3 separate regions of the Gossypium hirsutum genome follow, and all the other regions are linked to region 3. The links are chromatin contacts, called in public Hi-C maps. All regions are on one chromosome and are shown on one strand. The core of a region is the stretch at or near the end of the contact, and the rest is flanking DNA. Distances in the headings are between cores, read along the strand shown. Region 1 holds the start of LOC107925341 (C-type lectin receptor-like tyrosine-protein kinase At1g52310). Region 2 holds the start of LOC107925328 (coiled-coil domain-containing protein SCD2). Region 3 holds the start of LOC107951941 (protein FAR-RED IMPAIRED RESPONSE 1).

The links. A called contact is a pair of places that touch in the nucleus more often than the background predicts.
Region 1: a contact with region 3 is called in a Hi-C map of leaf, with 2.4 times the contacts expected there. The contact joins the promoter of LOC107925341 here to the promoter of LOC107951941 in region 3. A contact is called at or near these places in 6 of 34 Hi-C or Micro-C datasets (fibers, hypocotyl and leaf).
Region 2: a contact with region 3 is called in a Hi-C map of leaf, with 3 times the contacts expected there. The contact joins the promoter of LOC107925328 here to the promoter of LOC107951941 in region 3. A contact is called at or near these places in 5 of 34 Hi-C or Micro-C datasets (all in leaf).

What each region holds. Positions count from the first base shown.
Region 1 is chrA01:65,171,913-65,174,612 of Gossypium_hirsutum_v2.1, forward strand. It overlaps LOC107925341 (C-type lectin receptor-like tyrosine-protein kinase At1g52310), which reads left to right and starts at 1,291. Exons shown (of 6, transcript XM_016856012.2): 1 at 1,291-1,826; 2 at 2,089-2,185; 3 at 2,287-2,335; 4 at 2,437-2,700. The coding sequence starts at 2,108.
Region 2 is chrA01:65,214,557-65,217,256 of Gossypium_hirsutum_v2.1, forward strand. LOC107925328 (coiled-coil domain-containing protein SCD2) reads left to right here and starts at 1,308. Exons shown (of 17, transcript XM_041100386.1): 1 at 1,308-1,967; 2 at 2,498-2,667. The coding sequence starts at 1,572.
Region 3 is chrA01:64,870,849-64,873,548 of Gossypium_hirsutum_v2.1, forward strand. It overlaps LOC107951941 (protein FAR-RED IMPAIRED RESPONSE 1), which reads left to right and starts at 1,368. Exons shown (of 9, transcript XM_016887128.2): 1 at 1,368-1,568; 2 at 1,827-2,700. The coding sequence starts at 1,383.

The sequences.
Region 1 (2,700 bases), core at 41-2,540, 300 kb after region 3:
TCTATCTTTTGGGAGTTATTTGCTCTAATACCCAAGACAAGGTACCTCCCTAAATGGACTTGATAGACGACATAATAATCTTTTAACCGATTTGCTTGATTATAATTAGGCTATGGACCATTAGATTACTTACTGATATATATTAGTTAAATAGTAAGTAATCAACAAGCCAATATTTGCTTGTTCATTTTGCTTTGCATGCAAAAACGATTGAGGACAAATACAAATGATATTAATGTGAAAGATGGAATTTTATTAAACCAATTTGTTTGAAAAAGTTAGAAATTACATATGATGAAAAACCTAAGGGCACTAATATCAACAAGCAGTAGCTGAAAAGCTATAAGAAAGGGAAATATGTATTGATACCTTGCTAGATACTGATACATAGCACCAAATATTAGAACATGTGGGCTATGTATTTATACCTAATTCCTTGGGTAGTGCTACTGAATTGTTTTGGGTGTTTTGAGCCATCTGAAGCTCGTTTTTTGCTTCGAGCACCTCTAAACACTCACGAAAGATTTCTAAATGATTTGAGATTATTTCAAAACATTCAAGTTGATTTTAGCTCATTTTTACGATTTTATTTATATTGTTTCAAAGCTTAAAATCTTAAATATTTTCAAGATTATTAATTTATATATGCTTTAGTGACATCTTCCATCCGTATTGGGAGTCAGGACAAGTGAAGAGTATTATATGATAATTGGGGAAGGACTGTATGAAACAGATATGCTACATCATCCAGTATCTCTTACCAATTATTTTATGCCATTTCAACATCTTTTTTCATGTCATTGACACATCATTTTGGTAAATTTTTCAACTTGAACCTTGGACCCTAAACCCTAGACCTTGGATCCCAGACCCTGAATCCAAAATCTTGGACCCTAGACCTAAAGGTTTAAGATCGAGGGTTTAAGGTCCAAGGTCTAAGGTTTACTGTCCATAGTCTAGGGTCTAGAGTCCAAGGTCTAAAGTTAAAGGTCTAAGGTCCAAAATCTAAAATCAAGGATCCATAGTCCAAAGTTTAAGATTTAGGGTTCGGGTTAAAAAAATTACCAAAATAATGTGTCAATGACATAAAAAAAATATTGAAATGACGTTAAATAATTGATAATAGATTTAGAATGACGAGGCATATCTATCTATTACAATCTTTTTCCTATGATGATTGGGAATGATGCTAGGTTTTATATGCGATGACATTTTGCGTTAATTGAACCCCAAAACAAAATCAAATTCGAATTTAAATATATGGGATTGGCTTTTGGGTTAACTTAGATTTTGCGAGCTTAAATATATGTATACTCTACATATGATAGTAGTTGGTCGTAAAGTCGTAGTACTGAGTAATAAAGGTGGAAAAGTCTAAAAGCTTGCAAGTTGCAACTACCCACTTCACCTCTGCCACAGCCAGTCCGGTCTTTGCAAAGCATACCGCTCTCTACATCTTTGGTAGATGGATTGTTAAAAAGCACAAGCCCAGTTAGCATTTATTTTTCTATTTTGCCTTTTAATTTTCTACTTTCCTACTCTTATTAAACATTCCCACCGATTCCTTGCTTTTTTCAACCATTCATTCAATCCCCTCTCTCTTTCTCTCCGTGTGTGTCTCAGTTCTATTGCTGATAAACCCTGTGGAAATTAATAGAGAATTGCATTTTCTGAATATCAGGCGGTTTTATATTTTCATTTACTAAATCCGGAAGATCCCAAAAATTTTGTTATACTGTTTTAGTTTCTCAGTTTAAACCCACAGGGAGCATTAGGGTTTCTTAGCGGAATTCTGATGATCAGCTTTTGGCTCTTTGGTTTTGGAGGTTAGTATATGCTGTTCTTTGTATATCGTATTATTTTTATTCCCTGCCTTATTGCTTAGCATTTGAAAAAGTATCTTCATTTCTTTGCCATCGTTTCTACTTTTCAATAACCAATATTTTAGTTTCTTTTTTAAAGAAAAGAGAAGAGCAATCCATTGAACTCACGACTTGGTTAATGTTTTTTTTTAAATTGTTTTTATAATTTCGCTAGAGAATCACTTTGATACTTTTCCTTTTTCTTTTTTATTTTGCCCGTTTCTAGGATTAAAGATAGAGTTGTGATGGGAGTAAAGGTTGCCCCCCTGCAATTTATTGTCTTAGTTGCTTCTTTTGCAGTCCTGCTTGTGGCTTCTGACACTGTAAGATTGTACAATCTAAAAGTTATATGCAAGTTGTAGAATTTATAACTTGCATTCAGAATCTGAATGTTTCTCTTTTTGTCATCACTTTGGTATCTCAGGCCTCTAACGGATGGACTGCACCTTCTAACAATTCTTCCAAGTATAAGGGTAATGAAGGTGCTGGATTTGTTAAATTTGTTAATTGTTGTGGTAAATATTGACATTTTTTTGAAGATTAAGTTGTTTCATTTTGTTGGGTCAAATAGCAGAATGCCCTTCGGGATGGGTTCTTGCTCCAAATAAAACTAAGTGCTTTGGGTACAATGAAAGTTTGGAATCATGGGATGAATCTGAGATCCATTGTAAACGATATCATGGACACTTAGCTGCCCTAACATCATTTGAAGAACTAAACTTTGCACAACATCTGTGTGGCCAAAGTGTCAATGGTTGCTGGGTTGGAGGAAGAGTTAGCAATTCGACTATCAGTTCTGGTTGGAAGTGGTCTGATAATACATCGGTCTGGAATGAAT
Region 2 (2,700 bases), core at 58-2,557, 340 kb after region 3:
AAGGATGGGAGGAAGAATAAGGAAGATGATGGGTTAGCGATGGAAAAAAAGAAGGTACATATATATATTTTTTGGAAATTGTTTATAATTATTTAAAATATTTTTATAATTTTTTTTAATTTTAAGGGAAGTTATTGGACACGTGATAAAAATATAATAACTTGATAAAGTTAGTGGCTATTATATAATTTTTTGAATGTTGCGTGAGTAAAACCTATTTTTAAATCCAAATTGTTTATTTGGATAACAAATAAAAAATTGGATTTGAATTTGGGCAAATCTAAGTCCAATTTCATAAGAGTTAAATTTTGGATTTCAAAATACATTTTAAAGCTTGGGATTTCAAAATACATTTTAAAGCTTGGGATTTTCAAAATACAAAATTAACTAAAAAAACATGAGAACTTATTTGTTCTCTCTTCTTTCATAGTTATTTCAAAATTCAAATAATAAATAATTAATTTTACTTATAATATATCATCAACGAAACTCAAAGTTTTCAAAATTAGACTAGTAGGCAAACCGACCAAATTATTAGTTTCGATTTAATCGGTTTGACTGATCTAATCGATTTGATTGAATAAATTATTAAAAATAAAAACTACAAATAAAAATTGATTTGACCATCGGTTCGATCTGTCTAATCAGTTTAATTGGTTCACAAGTCAACAAATCTAACCTCTTTTTTGGACTAGTACCTCGACCAATTTCTGATCTAATTGGTCTAATCGGTCATTCAGTTCAATTTTGAAAATAGTGGCGATACTTCATGCACTTAATTTAATACAATATAAATATTCAAAAAAAATTCATTTATACCATAATTTTCAAAAATTTAATTTATAAACCCCTAACTTTTAATTTATAATTTCCATAATTGGACCATCGTTTGCTGGCCCAATCGGTTCAATCAATTCGACCAGTTCGATCAGTTTGACTCCTACGACTGGTTCGATCAATCCATATGATTTTATTAAACAAATCATTAAAAATTCATAAAAAAATGGTTCAACCGTCCAATCAATTGATTCATATCGGTCCCTAGGTCAACTGATCCAATGCTTTTCTCCAAAGTACTATCCTGACCGGTTTGCGGTCTAATCGACTAGTCTAGACGGGTTCAAACAACAATGTTCAAATTCTCTTAAATAATTAAATTTTAAAAAATATTTTAAAAATTAAAATTAATTAAAATCCAAATCTAAATTTAAATTATTTTAAATTTCTAAAGAAAATAAGAAATTCAAATCTAGATTTTAATTTCCAAATGCATGTAATTTAAGGAGAAATTATTTTACAATATTGGTTTTTCATTCAAATCGTGCAGTTGAAATGAAAAAACCGAGTCTGACCTGGGAAGCAAAACTTAAATTTTAAAACATAATATATAAAAGAAATTCTCCGTCTATCTCTAAAACATGGTTATCTTCTGTCTTACTCTTTGCTACTCTCCTTCCACTAAGATCTAGGCTTGCCTTCACTCACTTTCTTTTTTAATTATATTGTTAATTATTACTGTTGTTACGAATAAAAGAAACAGAATAGAATCCAGTTTTACTAACTTCGGCTTGATGGACCGGAAGCGAACGGAGAGCCCCAGCTACACGCGCCGGTGGAGTAGTCACTCGGGCACGGGGAGCACTGGCGGCGGTGTTGAGTCACCTGCATTGTCGCCGGCGCATAACCAATCCCGCCACGCGCGTTCTTCCTCCGCCACTGGCATTTCCAGCATAAAGCGCACGCAAAACTTCGCCGCGAAAGCTGCGGCTCAGCGGCTGGCTCAGGTCATGGCTTCGCAAACCACTGACGATGACGATGAAGAAGATGACGGCGACGATCTAGGTTTCCGGTACAGTGCTCCACCTCCTCTCGCTCTGTCTAGAAAAAACACCGCCGCTACGGCTGGTGGTGTCGGTAATAGAACCGCTCTTAACTCTACGAGGATCGGGAGATCTCCTTCACCTGCGGTAGGTTTACTTTATTTGCTAAATTCTTACTGTTCTATTTTTACTCGTTTGCTTTTTCTTTGAAGTAGGGCTTGATCTTTGAGTTCGATACGTCGCAAAGTTGATTTTAGTTGCATTCTGTCTTAAGTTCTGTCGCTACACGTTTAGTATTTTCTTCTAAATTTGGATTTTGTGTTTGATCGAGAAATTTGTTGCTGAGGAATTTGTATTAGGAGAATGTTAATAAAGGAGAGATCAGATTTGATCTCTGAGTTCAATGCGGCACGAAGTTGATATTAGTTGCATTGTGTTGTAAATTCTCTTGCTTTACGTTTTGTGATTTCTTCTAAATTCAGATTGTATACGATCAAAAAATTTGTTGGTAAGATTTGTACTAGGAGAATTTTAATAAATGCAAAATAATAGCGTGGATAATGGTTAATCTAATAATGTTTTATGCATCGATTGCTAATGTTAAACTCCAAACTAGATGTTTTAGTTTACTAGTGTATATGGAGGTCTAACCCGAATATCTGATACTCTGGGACTAGTTAGCACGGAACTTGGTAGAGGAAGCACCATCAGTTCGATCGACATCAACTGGAAGGTCATCAATGTCTCTTCGTACAGCACCACCTGTACCGCCGCCCAATAAAACATCACTGAGGACTGCTGTATCTCTACCTTCTGAGTCTCCGAAAAACCGACAACCAGAGAAAAGGTATAAAAAGTAGCAATGAACATAAAGCCTCAC
Region 3 (2,700 bases), core at 118-2,617:
TGATGTGTCAAGCAATAAAACTATCCACTTGTCAAAAAATAGTTATGACATGTCATAAAAATTATTAAAAATATGTAAATTTATAAATTTATTTATTAAAATATTAAAATGTGTCTTCAGATATTTTATTTATTATCCTATAAATTACAATATTTGTATTTATTTAAATGATAGTTATAATATTAAAACATCTCAATTGTTATTTACTTATTATCCTATAAATTATAATATTTGTTAATTTATTATAATATAAGTATTTATCCAACCTAATTTAAAGGTAAAATTGCTTGGGCTTTTCAACTTTAGAAGAAAAAAAAGGTTGCGTTGAGTGCACTAAAGCAAACGGAAAAGAAAGTTAAAAAAATAGAAAGAGCCATGGGTAAAATTAGAAGAAAAAAAAGGTTGCGTTAAGTGCACTAAAGCAAAGGTGAGCACCAGGAGGTGCAGCACAAGAGAATCATTCTCCTGGGCAATTAGAGGTGTTATCTAAGTCAGGGATTTAAATTGCGGTTACGGCCGCATTGCGTTTGTCTCGATTATGGACATAATAGATGTTATTGTGGTTACTGCGAGTATCGTGGTCGTGAAATTTTTTTTAAAATTTACACAACTTATTGTAAAACATAATAGCGATTTCGGCTGTAGCAATTTTGGACGGTGCCGCTACCCACTGTATAGAGACCACTATAATAATATCGGACCGCTATTTAAATCCCTGATCCAAACACTTCATTAATGAGATTTAACACAAAAACTGATTCAAACACATTGAAATAGGCTAACTGTTCATCTAAAAGAGGCCAGCTGAGTTGAAACGATGTGTTGTGGGAAACATTGCATAAAAGTCGAGGTTAAGATTGAATAGAACAGAGCGGTGCCAACTAATAGGAACACCAGTTTTGGAGTGACTGGAAGACGGAGATCGAAGATGGTGAGAGATTTGCCTAACCTAAGAAAATTCAATGAACTGATGAAGGAGAAAAATGGAGGATTTGATTTAGGGATTTTGATTTGGGGTTTGAATGAAATAATGAAGAAGAATAATGGAGAGTTTAATTTAGGGCTTTTTGAAGAAGAAGAATGTATTTGGGAGTTTGAATGAGCTCATGATTGATGAAGAACTAAAGTAAAGAAAAACGGATGCGATTGATTTGGTGTAGGGGGAATTGGGAAAATGGTGGAGCTAGTTGGGGCGGATGAGCTTTTGGGGAAAATGGGGTGAAGTAAAAGCCTAAAAAGTTTCAAATATTTCAAAATTAATTTTTTTTAAAATTTTTTAAGAACCATTTAAATTTATAGTTTTATATCGATTTGCGGATTTTGGTAGGGAAGAAAATAAAAGCAAACTTTGGACTTATAGTTTTACCGATTTGCGGATTTTGATGGGCCTTTGGTTGAAGGCTTTGTTTTTTTTCTTATGTACATGTATTTGTGCCCTTTTCCTTTTATCTTTGGGCTCACGAAGATGGGGAGGCAGGAAGGACAGGACGACTATTTCTATCTATTTCCTAAATACACTCTTACCCGCCTGCCTGCCTCTGCTTACTCATCCCATCCTCCATCCTCAGGTAAATTCTCTTCCTCACCCCTCATTCTGTGTCTTTTTATTTTATTTTTTATTATATGATTACCTAAATTCCCAGCAAAACAATCTCCCTCCGCTCTTAACTTACTGATCCACCATCCTACATTCTGTTTGCCTCCATATATTTTTAATTAATTAAACTTAAAACCCACTTCTCTCTCCGAGTTTTACTATCAGAAATGTTGGATTTAACAACAATTATTGAACCTTACTTCCAATACTTGATCTTTGCAATTCTCAGTGGGTGGATTACTTTGCGTTTATGAAAAGACTAATTAATGCTTCCCACGCTTTTCCTCACACACAATCATCACAAGGAAGTGAACAACTAACTAATATGGTTGATAGTAGTAGTGATGACAGAGTCAGATCCTCATCTGTTGACGCTGCTAGATTTCACAAGGAATATGGACTTGATGGATTGGAATTTGATTCCAAAGAGGAAGCATTTTCGTTTTACAAACAATATGCCAAATCTGCAGGCTTTTCTTCCATAATAAAAGCTAGCCGTCGTTCAAGAATATCTGGTAAGTTCATCGATGCAAAATTTGTATGTACTAGATATGGAAATGACCCAGAGTCTCCTCTACCTGCATTTGCCACAACCATTCCTGTCAAGAAGAAGAGAGGCAGACTTAACCGATCATGGTCTAAAACAGACTGCAAAGCTGGTATGCATGTTAAGAGAAGGCAAGATGGAAGGTGGATTGTTTGTAGTTTCATAAAGGAGCATAACCATGATACATTCCCGGACCAAGGATATTACTCCAGAGGTCATACACCTTTAGCTCTAGGTAACAGTGATGTCAGTGCTACCGCTGGAAGAGCTAAAAAAATGCATCTTGCCACCTCCACACAATCTGGTGGGCGCAAGAAACTTGATCATCATACAGCTGGTGACTCAAATCGATTTCGTAGCTGTCAGCTATTGGGTTTAGAGGAGGGGGATCTTCAAGTTTTACTTGATCGTTTTAACCATATGCAAGATGAAAATCCCAACTTCTTTTACGCAATGGACCTCAATGAAGAACAGCGCTTGAGAAATGTGTTTTGGATTGATGCCAAAGGGAGGCTTGATTATAGCTATTTTGATGATGTGGTTTTTCTTGACACCA